3 separate regions of the Mus musculus genome follow, and all the other regions are linked to region 3. The links are chromatin contacts, called in public HiChIP or PLAC-seq and promoter capture Hi-C maps. All regions are on one chromosome and are shown on one strand. The core of a region is the stretch at or near the end of the contact, and the rest is flanking DNA. Distances in the headings are between cores, read along the strand shown. Region 1 holds the start of Nppc (natriuretic peptide type C). Region 2 has its middle 6.0 kb from the start of Hjurp. Region 3 holds the start of Snorc (secondary ossification center associated regulator of chondrocyte maturation).

Evidence for each region. Promoter capture Hi-C pulls out the DNA fragments that hold promoters and counts their contacts. HiChIP or PLAC-seq counts read pairs in DNA pulled down with a chosen protein or histone mark.
Region 1: a promoter capture Hi-C map of embryonic stem cells shows a contact between it and region 3, with 5 times the contacts expected there. The contact joins the promoter of Nppc here to the promoter of Snorc in region 3. A contact is called at or near these places in 7 of 39 promoter capture datasets (embryonic stem cells, hematopoietic stem and progenitor cells, hippocampal neurons and 2 more).
Region 2: an H3K27ac HiChIP or PLAC-seq map of bone marrow-derived dendritic cells shows a contact between it and region 3, with 6 times the contacts expected there. The contact joins the enhancer-like site here to the promoter of Snorc in region 3. A contact is called at or near these places in 6 of 39 promoter capture datasets (the 3T3-L1 cell line, 3T3-L1-derived adipocytes, the C10 cell line and 3 more), 1 of 484 Hi-C or Micro-C datasets (the HPC-7 cell line) and 2 of 115 datasets of contacts at active chromatin or transcription factors (bone marrow-derived dendritic cells and extraembryonic endoderm stem cells).

The regions. Positions count from the first base shown.
Region 1 is chr1:86,668,620-86,672,239 of GRCm38.p6, forward strand. Nppc (natriuretic peptide type C) reads right to left here and starts at 1,954. Exons shown (of 3, transcript NM_010933.5): 1 at 1,730-1,954; 2 at 1,025-1,335. The coding sequence starts at 1,819. The coding sequence ends at 1,045.
Region 2 is chr1:88,281,837-88,285,417 of GRCm38.p6, forward strand. No RefSeq gene overlaps it. Among named protein-coding and RNA genes, the nearest start is that of Hjurp, 6.0 kb to the left of the region's middle. Within about 2 kb of position 2,100, at least 18 of the 459 cell types and tissues checked have an H3K27ac peak or open chromatin away from gene starts, as enhancers often do. A contact at or near this core is called in bone marrow-derived dendritic cells, where this site is marked.
Region 3 is chr1:87,468,776-87,472,227 of GRCm38.p6, forward strand. It overlaps Snorc (secondary ossification center associated regulator of chondrocyte maturation), which reads left to right and starts at 1,426. Exons shown (of 3, transcript NM_028473.2): 1 at 1,426-1,636. The coding sequence starts at 1,564.

The sequences.
Region 1 (3,620 bases), core at 704-3,203, 800 kb before region 3:
GGGAAAAGAATGGCCACTGGTCAATCTTCCTGGGTTGGGGAGAGCAGCCTCCTCACCACTGGGGTGGGCTAGAGCAAGAGGCAAAGCCAAGGAACAGCAGAAGCCTGACTGTCAAGCACTTATCTAAGTAAAGTGTGTCTCATCACATCATCAGGGATAGAGAGCAGAAGGAAGTCAGGAAGGACCCAGCAGCTTATGAGGATGCTGGGAAGATGGAGGCTTCCCGTCTCCATGGAGGGGAAGGAGGCCAGAAATAGTTCAGAGCACCACAAGGCTGGTAAAGAACTCACTGTGGACACACTGAGTTTGAGGTTAGGTCACGAAATAAGCTTTAGCTTGTTCCTTTGCCTCTCTCTTGAAACAGGGTCACCAGCCTAAGGTTCATCTCGGAAGCCCCAGGGCAGCAGCATCAGGACCCTGGATAGACCAGTTTGCCCACAGTTGAGTTGAGAGCAGGGCTAAGATTCAGAATGCCCCAGGCAGAAGAGTGCCCTGCTGCTGCCACAGAGGTTCTCTCTACTAGGAGGGGGCAGGCATATCTGCATGCCTGCCTCACCTGAGGGACAACAGCCCCAGAAAGGCATCCTAGCACTTGACTGCTTGGCTGCTGGCACAGGGCTGGTGGTACATCTTTCTCTCCCTCTTTCCAGGATCTCTCTAACAAGTTTCCAGTTGGCTAGCTGGCCAGTGGTCAGTGGTGGGTTTGGAGGCTGGGACTGCATAAGCCTGTCTCTATTTTTCTAGAGGAAGCCAGATGGAGTACTCTAAGGCTGAACCTGGTCTCTGACCTGGCCCGTGTTCACTTTTTTGTTGTTGTTGTTTTTTAAATCTGTAAAATGGGATATGTGAGGTGGCAGGCAAATGTCTGGGTACACTTGATCCCATGCCTAAATTGGTTGGGGGAAGGTCACAGAACATAGGGATCAGGGAGGAAACCAAACAGTCTGCGAAGGACAGTGATAAGAGCTTGGCTCTCTTGGGTGCAGAGCTAGGCGAGCGGGGAGCGTCCGATGGTGTTACTTACCGCCGCCAGGGGTAGCTGCACTAACATCCCAGACCGCTCATGGAGCCGATCCGGTCCAGCTTGAGGCCAAAGCAGCCTTTGGACAAGCCCTTCTTGTTGCCGCCTTTGTATTTGCGCGCGTTGGGGTGCTCGTGCAGAAGGCGGGCCCAAGCAGCCCGGGACTTGGTGTCCACACGCAGGTCCCGGAGCAGTCGCGATCGGTCTCCCTTGAGATTGGCTCCCCCGCTGCCTGGAGTCTTGTCACCCTTTTTCTGATTGCCACCAGCTGCCTGGGAATCCGCCAGCTCCTCCCCTGGCGGGGTTCTCGGGACCTGTCGGAGAAAAGAGTGGACAGGTGAAAGAGTGCACCGATGTAGCATAGATGACTTTTACGGGGCCCAGAGTGGCGTGGCCCTTCTCAGCCATGAGCGTGCCTCCACCGATGCGGGACAGCTGAGTCCAGCATCCACCTGCCACGCAGCCTTCTTGCCTGCTCCTCCGGGGAGCCCATTGCTCTTCCCGTGCCGCAGGTCATGCTGGGCACATTGGGGCACGGGAGGTGTGCATGTGTCGACATTCTCCCGAGGCTGGGAAATGAACCCGAGAAGTCCCCGCTTTGAGGGAGCAAGTCCGAGGGGGTCTGCCTTTCCGGGTTCTCTGCTCCCTCCTGCGCACCACATCTTTCCACGCCCCTCACAAGCCCAGCGTCCCCGCGACAGCACCCACCTTCGGTGGTGTCCCGGGCTTGGCTTCAGAGGGCCGGAGCGAGAGTAGCGCGAGCAGCAGGGCGCAGGCGATCAGCTGGGAGAGGTGCATGGTGCCGATGGGACCGAGGTGTGCAGACGGTCTGCAGCCGGGACTGCCGGTGAGCAGTCGGATAGGCGGATGCGGAGCAGGATTGCCAAGCGAGCACAGGTCCTACTGCTGTGCGGCGCCGGCTGGGTGCGCTCTGAGTCCGTGGCTCCGCTGGAGCCTTTATAATCCAACCTGCCGCTGATGTCATCTTCCCGCCCACCGGGCCTCCAGGGCCAATGGCACAGCGCACGCGGCCGAATCGACGGCCCGGAGGGGGCCGGGAGGGGGCCGGGAGGGGGCCACGGGGGCTCCCTCTTCTGCTCCAACCCACATCCCACCTCCGAAGGAGCCGGCGGCTCGGCTCGCTGCGCTCAAAGCCACAAAGCGGCGCGCAGAAAAGAACTCCATTTGTAGAATGCGCTTCGCCCTAGTACTCAGGCTTCTAGGCGTCCCTGCGCTGTGTATCTGCTGCTCCTGATACGTGTCTGTACTCCTTCTGCAGGTGCAAAGGCTTAGAAGAAATGTCCTTTATGCAAAGTTACACAGGTTGAAAGTTGGTGCGGCCCAAAATCTACACAGATCGCTCTGTTTCCAAACTCTTCACAAATGCTGCCACGCGCTAGCCAGGGTGGAAGGGCTGACCATGTCTACACGCTCAAACATGGGGGCGGCAGAGGATGGGGTTAGTAGATCCCAGTGGGAAGTGGAGGGAGAGCTTGAATGTTGTAGCTGCAAAGGAGACTTGTAAGTCTCGGATACCCACGAGTGAGAGGATGTCATCAACCCACGAGTGTGAGCCAGGAGTTTGTGTGTGTGTGTGTGTGTGTGTGTGTGTGTGTGTGTGTGTGTGTGTGTGTTGGGAGGTTAGGAGGCAGGTAGCTTTCCTTCAGTGATGTACTGGCCCTTCCTGAAGGTGGAGATGTCCACTTTAGTGTCCTGAATACCCTAAGAAACTATGGGCAGTACTGGGTTTTAACCAGCTCCAAGCCTCAATAGGCCATCGCCATTGAGTTTGGGGTTGTAGTTGCCTTCTGGCTATAGGGACCGGGCCACTTATTTCTGCTGCACACAATTCCTCGCCTTGACCTGGAATCTTGGTCCATCGGACTCTAGGGAGCTCTGCAATTTAGAGCCACGAGAGAACTTGTAGTTTCAAGAATGGAGTGATGTGCAAGAGTTTGTGTCCCTTCTCCTGAGCAGGATGCAGGCTTGAGCGAGGGAAATGAATGTTGGCAGGGTCCCTGTGGTCTCATGGAGCAAAGAGCCTGGGAGAGAGGACGAGAAGCAGGAGCCAGTTAGCTTCTTACAGAGAAAGGGAAGTGGGAAGAGAGGGTAGTGGGAAGACTGCTGGGATGGACATGGGTCTAGAGGACCCAATGCTTCTGGAGGATACAGAGGAAGCAAGAGTGTACTGAGTGTGCCGTCTACTTCCTCGTCCTTTCCTAGCATGCAACCCAAAGACTCCAAATGAGGACCACAAGCTCCTTCCAGCCTTTCGTTTGGGAAATGACTCACAGGTGAGGTTTGATTTGAGTCAGCATATTGCCCAAAGAAAGATCTAGACATCAGTTTCAAGTCCTTTGTCAGTTCTGGAAGGTTGGTGGCTCATCTCCATTCAGCTCCTCCCTCCATGGCCTTTCTGTGTTACTACATACGAAACGACAACCGTGTTGTGCTTGAGAGGGAGAGAGAGAGGAGAAAGGAGATGAGGGTGAGGCCTTCAGCTGCTTCATGGAGTGTCTTTCGCCTAAGGGGCAGGAGAGTACCATCCAAGCTTTGAGACCGCAGCAGTGTCTTATAAGGCCCCTTATTAAGGATAAGT
Region 2 (3,581 bases), core at 850-3,349, 810 kb after region 3:
GGCATGCGCCACCATGCCTGGTGGCCATTCTCATTCTTAAATGGAAAAAGTAGCTGAAGATTGAATTTCTACAAAAACAGTAAGGTTTACATTTCAGAGTCTCTCTTTGTGTGGCTGCTCTGTAGTGTGTTGACTTGACCCCTAATGTCATGAACATCTTGGTAGTAAAATGTTCTACCTGTGACCAGCAAAGACAGCCAACTCTTTACCTTGTAATTTCGTTCTGTCACTAGGTATTGGATGGCCTTTGGTTAGTTATAACCACTGTTTGAGTTCCAAGGAAAATAGGGCCAAGAGGAGATCTAGTCTGCCCAAAGTGGGTGTGTGGCATAGTATAGTCATTCCTATGTACATTTATATTTTTGTTAGTGACTCCACTCTAGGAAGGTCATCTAGGAACATCGCTATTACCCACTGCCTAAGTTCACTCAGGGTAGCAAGGGGACACATATTGCTTTTGATCTGAATATTTAGGGGAGGAGAGGTGGGGAGCATGCCTTGAAACTGGACTATAGAACGTTCCTTCGATTATAAGAAGTATAAAATGGAACATAGAGGATTTGATTCTCATCTTTCTTCTCAGAATGAAATTCTCTTTTCTGCTGGGAGTGTGCCTTATAGTTATTAAAAAAAAAGAATGAGAATTATGCAAAGTGGATTTTTTTCCCTTATGACGTAAGATGTAGAAAAGGTGGTGTTAGTCATTAGTCTTGATGGTGCAGGTTTTTCCCTGGTCAGTTGCTGCATTAAGAGGGCAGGAGGGGGGAAGGTAGGGGGAGTGGGAAAGAGGAAGGATAAAGAAAGGTGGGAGAGGGGGAAGTGGGGGAAAGTAGGGGGAGGGGGAGGGGGAAGGGGAGAGTGGGGAAGGTAGGTGAGGAGGGAAGTGTGGGGAAGCTGGGAAGGGGGGGGGGGGGGAGATGCCAGGAGGCAGGCAACTCTGTATTTGTCAGAGTTGGAATTCCATGCTCCCTCCCTTTCATTGTATAGGTTAGATCATCTAGTACTTTCTGCTTCCTGCTTTATGCTTCTGCAGCATCCACTCCTAGATCTGTTTACAGGCTTACGTTTACAAGGTTTGACTTTCACGTTTGGCGCTGACTTTATTCACGATTGCTTTAATGCTTCATTGTTATCCGACTTATGGAACTACCTGCTTGGTTACTCTCTGTGTGCTGAATCGCAATGTGAGAGTTTTAGACTAGGTTTGCTCTCCCAACCTACAGCATTGTGCAGCAAGTTTAAGTAGGATTCTGGTCATTATGCCTGGGCTCAAGGTCCCCAACCCCTTTCATATGGACTTTTGAAGAACATTCCAGATGCAAACCATGGCGTCCATTCTGAGCAACCCTCAGAGTTATCAGTGAGTCTCATGATGCTCTTATTACATGTTTTGTCTTGGATAATATGATGGGATTGACTGGTGGCTCCAAAGGCAATTTACTTCCATTTAGTAATAACAGTAACATGCCCACTGAGTAGAATGTGCTAAGGGCTTTGGATCTATTGATCTTTTCATTGTCTCACTAAAGGAGGGAGGTGACTTGTGTTGAGATCCCAATTCCGCAATCTGTAACCCAGGCTACTCTGGGCAATGTGTCTGAGTCTCAGTGATGCCATTCGTAAAACGGGGATACTATTGCCTTTGTAGAGTGATGGAGATCGCACCATTGAGACAGTGCTTGGTACCAGCAAGCTGGTTCCTAAGGAATGTTGACTCCCTAACTCTGCAGGCATGGGGCTTGAGAACAGGCACCAGGGAGAGGCTGATTCTCAGCCACACTGCAATGATTGTCGTGGGATGGACAGGAAGGCATGTGTCAAGCCGGTTTGCAGGGAGGAAGAGAGGAGTCTGTAGGTACCTTTTAAACTTTCCATCTGAAATGCATTCTTTTCTGAGGTCCAAAAGAGCTACTAACTTATTTCAGAGAATAACTCTTGGGTCTAGCTTTCCAGTTTCCAAAACAGCAAATGGAGACCGAATGGTTATTAATGCAAATCTGAGGGCAAAGATTTTTAAATGTCTGTGGCACAGGGCCCCAGCTAAATTACTTTCCCTTCTGCTTTTTGGAGGACAGAACACTTGCATTTCCAGTGCCTGCTTTCTGTGTCCTTGTTCGGCTATTACTGCACACCTACCGTGTTACCCACAAGGCCTAATGGACCACTTTGCCCCAGAGGGGTCTGACAACATCACACTTCTTTGCCACAACCTTGAAATGACCAGAACAGGGTACGATTCTTGAATGTTGCAGCTCTCCTTTTTACTGGAGTGTGAGGCTCTTACGAACCTTTCAGACAGCTTTGAGAATCGGGGTGAGGAAATTTCCACATCACCCCCCTTGGGTTGCGTTCCCACGAGGAGCTCATCTGTTGAAAACAGAGACGCAGTTCTGAGTCCCATTTATGTGGTGGTGGTGGGGGAGTGTTATATACCTGTTAGGATGTTTCTCAGCCTCTAATCGAATGCACATCATAGGGAGAGGTCACACCGTGTCTGATAAGGTCACAGAGAGTTCAGTTGTGAAATCAGCATCTGGTCGACTAGGGTGAGCTATCCCATTGCTGCAGAGAGCAGGTGGCAGCAGGAGACTTTGCTCCATTGTTTATGGAGGATCATAGAGCTGATAGGTTCAGAGGTGAGCCCATGGCTGTGCCAGACCATGAGACCTCAGCACTACTCACCTGCACGGATCTTGTCTACCATTCTACCATCCTGGAAGTGAGAAGGGTGGAATCCAGAACGGTCTTAACTGCTATAGTCACACACAGCCCTTGAAGCTTGTGGCCATGGAGCATAGGAGTAAGCATATGTCCCTTTCCCTCTTGGCTGAAGGGGACAGAGCAACGGACAGTGCCACAGCTGAGAGGGCTCCGTCAGGATCAGTGTCATGAGTGTCTTTGTCATCTTTATGGTTGCAGAAGGTCAGAGAAAACATCTCTGAAAAGTCGGCATGACGGTCATGAAGCAGACATTGACACAGTTCCGCAGAAGTGGGTATGGCCTGCTTGGGATGAGCCCTTCACACTCTGGGATGAGCATACTCTCTCTCTTATCTTTGCCTGTACACATGGAGGCCCACTGTATGCTGTGTTAGAAATGTGCTGTCATCTTAGGCTGATTTCCCTGGGAAGAGTGAGTCTCTGAGATTGAATTTAACAAAAGCCATTTATTTGGGAGTTCAGGGTGAGGGTTGGGGAGGAATGGTTGAAACTGGCACTGGGCTGCTGCTCACTCAGTGCCAGGCCACTAGGGGGCTCTAGATCTAAGTGAGCTGCCTCAGGGTTGGCTTTAGACCAAGATGGCAGGTCTCTGGACACCTGCGAGGACCAGTCTCCTGGCTCCATCCTCTTGGGCCAGGGGATCTCTTCCGTGGAAGCAACCCCCAATGGAGCTGCATGACTGACGGCGTCATTGTCACCTCAGCAGCCAGGGCTGCTTTCCACACGCCAAGGGCTTCTCCCTCACGGATGCTTTAAAGGATCGCGGGAATGTTTCAAGTTTCAAGATGTTCATATTTCTAGTTTTAATTATGTGAATATGTGTGTCTCTCTGTGCGTCTATGCACCTGACCTGTGGAGGC
Region 3 (3,452 bases), core at 176-2,675:
AAAACCTGCAGCCATGAGCCAGAGTAAACTCTTTTAAAAAGTCATCTCTGGCACTTTGTCACAGCAACGAAAGGTTGATTCATGCACCTCGTGTGCATGCTTCTCTTCTGAAAATGAACACACAAGGGGGAGCGATATGAAAATTCATAAAAATGTAAGTGCTGTGAAGAACCTTAAAGTGACCCAACGACAGGACACAGGCTGACTGACCAAGCTCAGACCTGGAGAAACATGATGATGAGTGTAGCTACTACTTTCTAGGGAAGAAGATAGAGTGCAAAGGCCCTGGGGCAGGAGCCACGCTAGTATCCTGCAGGAGCCCTATTGTTGGGGCCAGCAGCTGGAACATAGGGAGAGAGCAGGAAAGCAGAGGGAAGACTGGCTAGGGAATTTGCCTTTTTGTTTGGAAAACTATGAAGTAGCAGAGCCTCAGGGGCTTAAGAGACTTGGGGAACTTGCAGGGTGAGCACACCTGTGTGTGTGTGTGTGTGTGTGTGTGTGTGTGTGTGTGTGTGTGCGCGCGTGTGTTGAAGTCCATCTGTGGGTGTAGGCAGAGGCTGAGGAGGCCAATGTGCTTGGTCAGACCTGTTGGGAAGGTAGTGAGCTGAACTCTGAGCCAAGCCCAGGCTTAAAGGTGAAACTGAGTCTCTGGATTAGTGGAGAGTGCCTACAAGAACAAGGGAGCCAGGGAGAAGGACTTGTGCATTGAGACCTTCCTGGAAGGGGCCTAGAGCGGCTGGCCAAGGGGCTTTAATAGAAAATGCCTCACAACCTTAGCTTTAGTAAGGGCCAGTGGAAGGGTCCTGAGCAGGGTCTCCCAGAGTCCTGAGCACAGTGGCTCAAGGCATTTGTTGTGCCTGGGTGAGGCTCCTGTCTTGGGAGGCTGGGAAAGTTTGTACTTTCACTAGTCCAGGAATATGTGTGTGTGTGTGTGTGTGTGTGTGTGAGAGAGAGAGAGAGAGAGAGAGAGAGAGAGAGAGAGACAGAGAGAGTGAGACAGAGAGACAGAGACAGAGAGACAGAGAAGAGAAAGAGGAGGGGAGCAGGGCAGAGACAGAGAGAGAGGAAAGGAACCCTCTCTCTCCCCTCCCCTCCCCTCCCCTCCCCTCCCCTTCTCTCCCTTTCTCTCCCCTTTTCTCTCCTCTCCTCTCCTCTCCTCTCCTCTCCTCTCCTCTCCTCTCCTCTCCTCTCCTCTCCTCTCCTCTCCTCTCCTCTCCTCTCCTCTCCTCTCCTCTCCTCTCCTCTCCTCTCCTCTCCTCTCCTCTCCAGGGTGGGGCTGTTTGGTAGTTCAGGACTGCAGGTCTGTCTGAGTGCGCTCTCTCTCTCTCTCTCTCTCTCTCTCTCTCTCTCTCTCTCTCTCTCTCTCTCTCTGTGTGTGTGTGTGTGTGTGTGTGTGTGTGTGTGTGCATGCGCGTGCATGTGTGAGGGGCGGGCACGGTGTCCCAGGAGGACAGAGTTTGCATTGATGAAAACCCTTCCCAGCTCTTTGAAGCCTCTTTCCCGCTGCCTGAGCCCAGCCGCCTAGTCCTCTGTGTCCCATAAGACTGCTCACTCCCTGCCAGGATGGCATCTTGTCTGGCCCTGCGCGTGGCGCTGCTGCTCATCTCTGGGGTCCTGGCCCCTGCGGTGCTCACAGGTAAGGGGCGCAGGCCCTCAGCTCTGCTGCTACCAACTTCTCAGGGCCAATAACTACCACTGGGACCAGATCCTCCAGTACCTATGGGGTACAAGCCCCTCACACAAGGTGGGATTCCCAGCTGTGGTGATTCTGGGAGACTCCCACAATGCTGGCTGGTAGAAACCGAGTAAGATGATGTATGTTAGCAGCAGGATGGGTGGCCATTGAAAAAGACTTGGGTATCAGGGTCTGGTACATTTGGCTGTCTGATGTTCTTGGGGTAATACTTTGCCGCTAGAACACCTGGAGACTTCTGGACCTGGGAGGCTGGAGGACTCATCAGACATAAGGCAAAGGGCTAAAGGCCAGAGACCCTCTGGGCAGAAAACCCAGAGACTCATGATTCCTTTAAATTCTGCAAACCCTTTCCTTCTGACTTACGACCTAGGTGCTGTCCCCATAGAGATAAATATTTCTTAGAGTCTTTTGCAGGATAGTGAGGAAACTGGACTGAGCCCTAGGTGGCCTCTCTGGGGTCTGAAAAAAACACTGCATGGCAGGCCTGCTCTGGGTCTGCTTCAGAGCAGGGACATAGGCACAGATAGGCTTTGATTATGAGAAAATAAATCTCGCGCAGTTGTTCAGTAGTCTGCAGAAAGGCCTCTGGGTTCCCTGGTTGTCTTACAACATTGCTGCCTGAACTTTAGGGGTGTCTGTGTGTCTACAAAGGAAAGAAGTCACCTCTGTGGTAGAAGCATAGCCTCGGAACTCGCGGCCACACCCCAGGATGGTGACGGTGGTCTGTGGGCCGTTCTACCTCCCCTCAACACCCCAGGAAATAGCTAAAGACCTGACTCTGCCCAGCCTGGCTCATACCTCTCTTGGCCATTTCCTAATCTGTAGAAGGTGGCACCCACTACGCTGCCTCCCTCATAGTGGGATGCTAAGGCCTCACCAGGGCTCAATGCAGGGCTCTGAGGATGGCCAAATGTCCAGTCAACACTCAGTGTTCAGAGTGTGAGCAGGGTTCAAAGCCCGAATGGATTTTGGGGAGAACCATCTCTTCTCATATGTTGGGACACACCCAGCTTCTGGAGTGGGAGCTGTGCTCGGTAATGTAGCCTGAAGTACCCCTGAGTTAGGACTTACAGTGGGAGGAGGCATTTTCTATTGCCTAGGACTTGGAGCTGAGACCCACACCGCTTCCTGCCACAGTGAGGCTGTTGCCTGGCAGGACCCTGCAGCTGGAGCCTTCCTAGTGGCTCCTGTCCAGGTTTCTGTTAGGTTTCTTCCAACCTAAGCCTCTAGCCAGAGCCCCGGTCAGATTATACATACACAACTCTAGTGGGTGGGCTTTCTGTTCCCACAGAAGCTTTGGGAATAGCCAAGACCTCGCCTGACCTCACCTCCCTCTTTTTCCACGACTTCCTTCTCCCCTAGGAACAGGCGGGCCCACAGCAGGCATGAGCATGCAAATCCCACCTTGGGTTTTGGGGTTCTGGCTATTCTGGGAGTGGGGAGATAGGAGGTTCTCAGAACTAGCCATGGACGCATAGGTCTGCACAGGTGTGTACGAGGTCTGTGGCCCTGTCTCTCCTGGGCTGCAGTCTCATAGCAGGAAAGAGGAGATGGGGTACTCCTGGGGTACTCCAGCCTGCCACCCTTCCCGCCTCAGCTGGTGGCCACAGCCACTGAGGTAGGGGAGCAGGCCAGGTTGAGTGGGCAGGAGGCCAGGGTGGGGATGAAAAGGCTCTTCATGTCTGCACAAAGGCCGTCTGTGAGCATGGGCGCCTGGCCTGGGGGCCTGTGGTCAGACCAACCGTTGAACAAACTT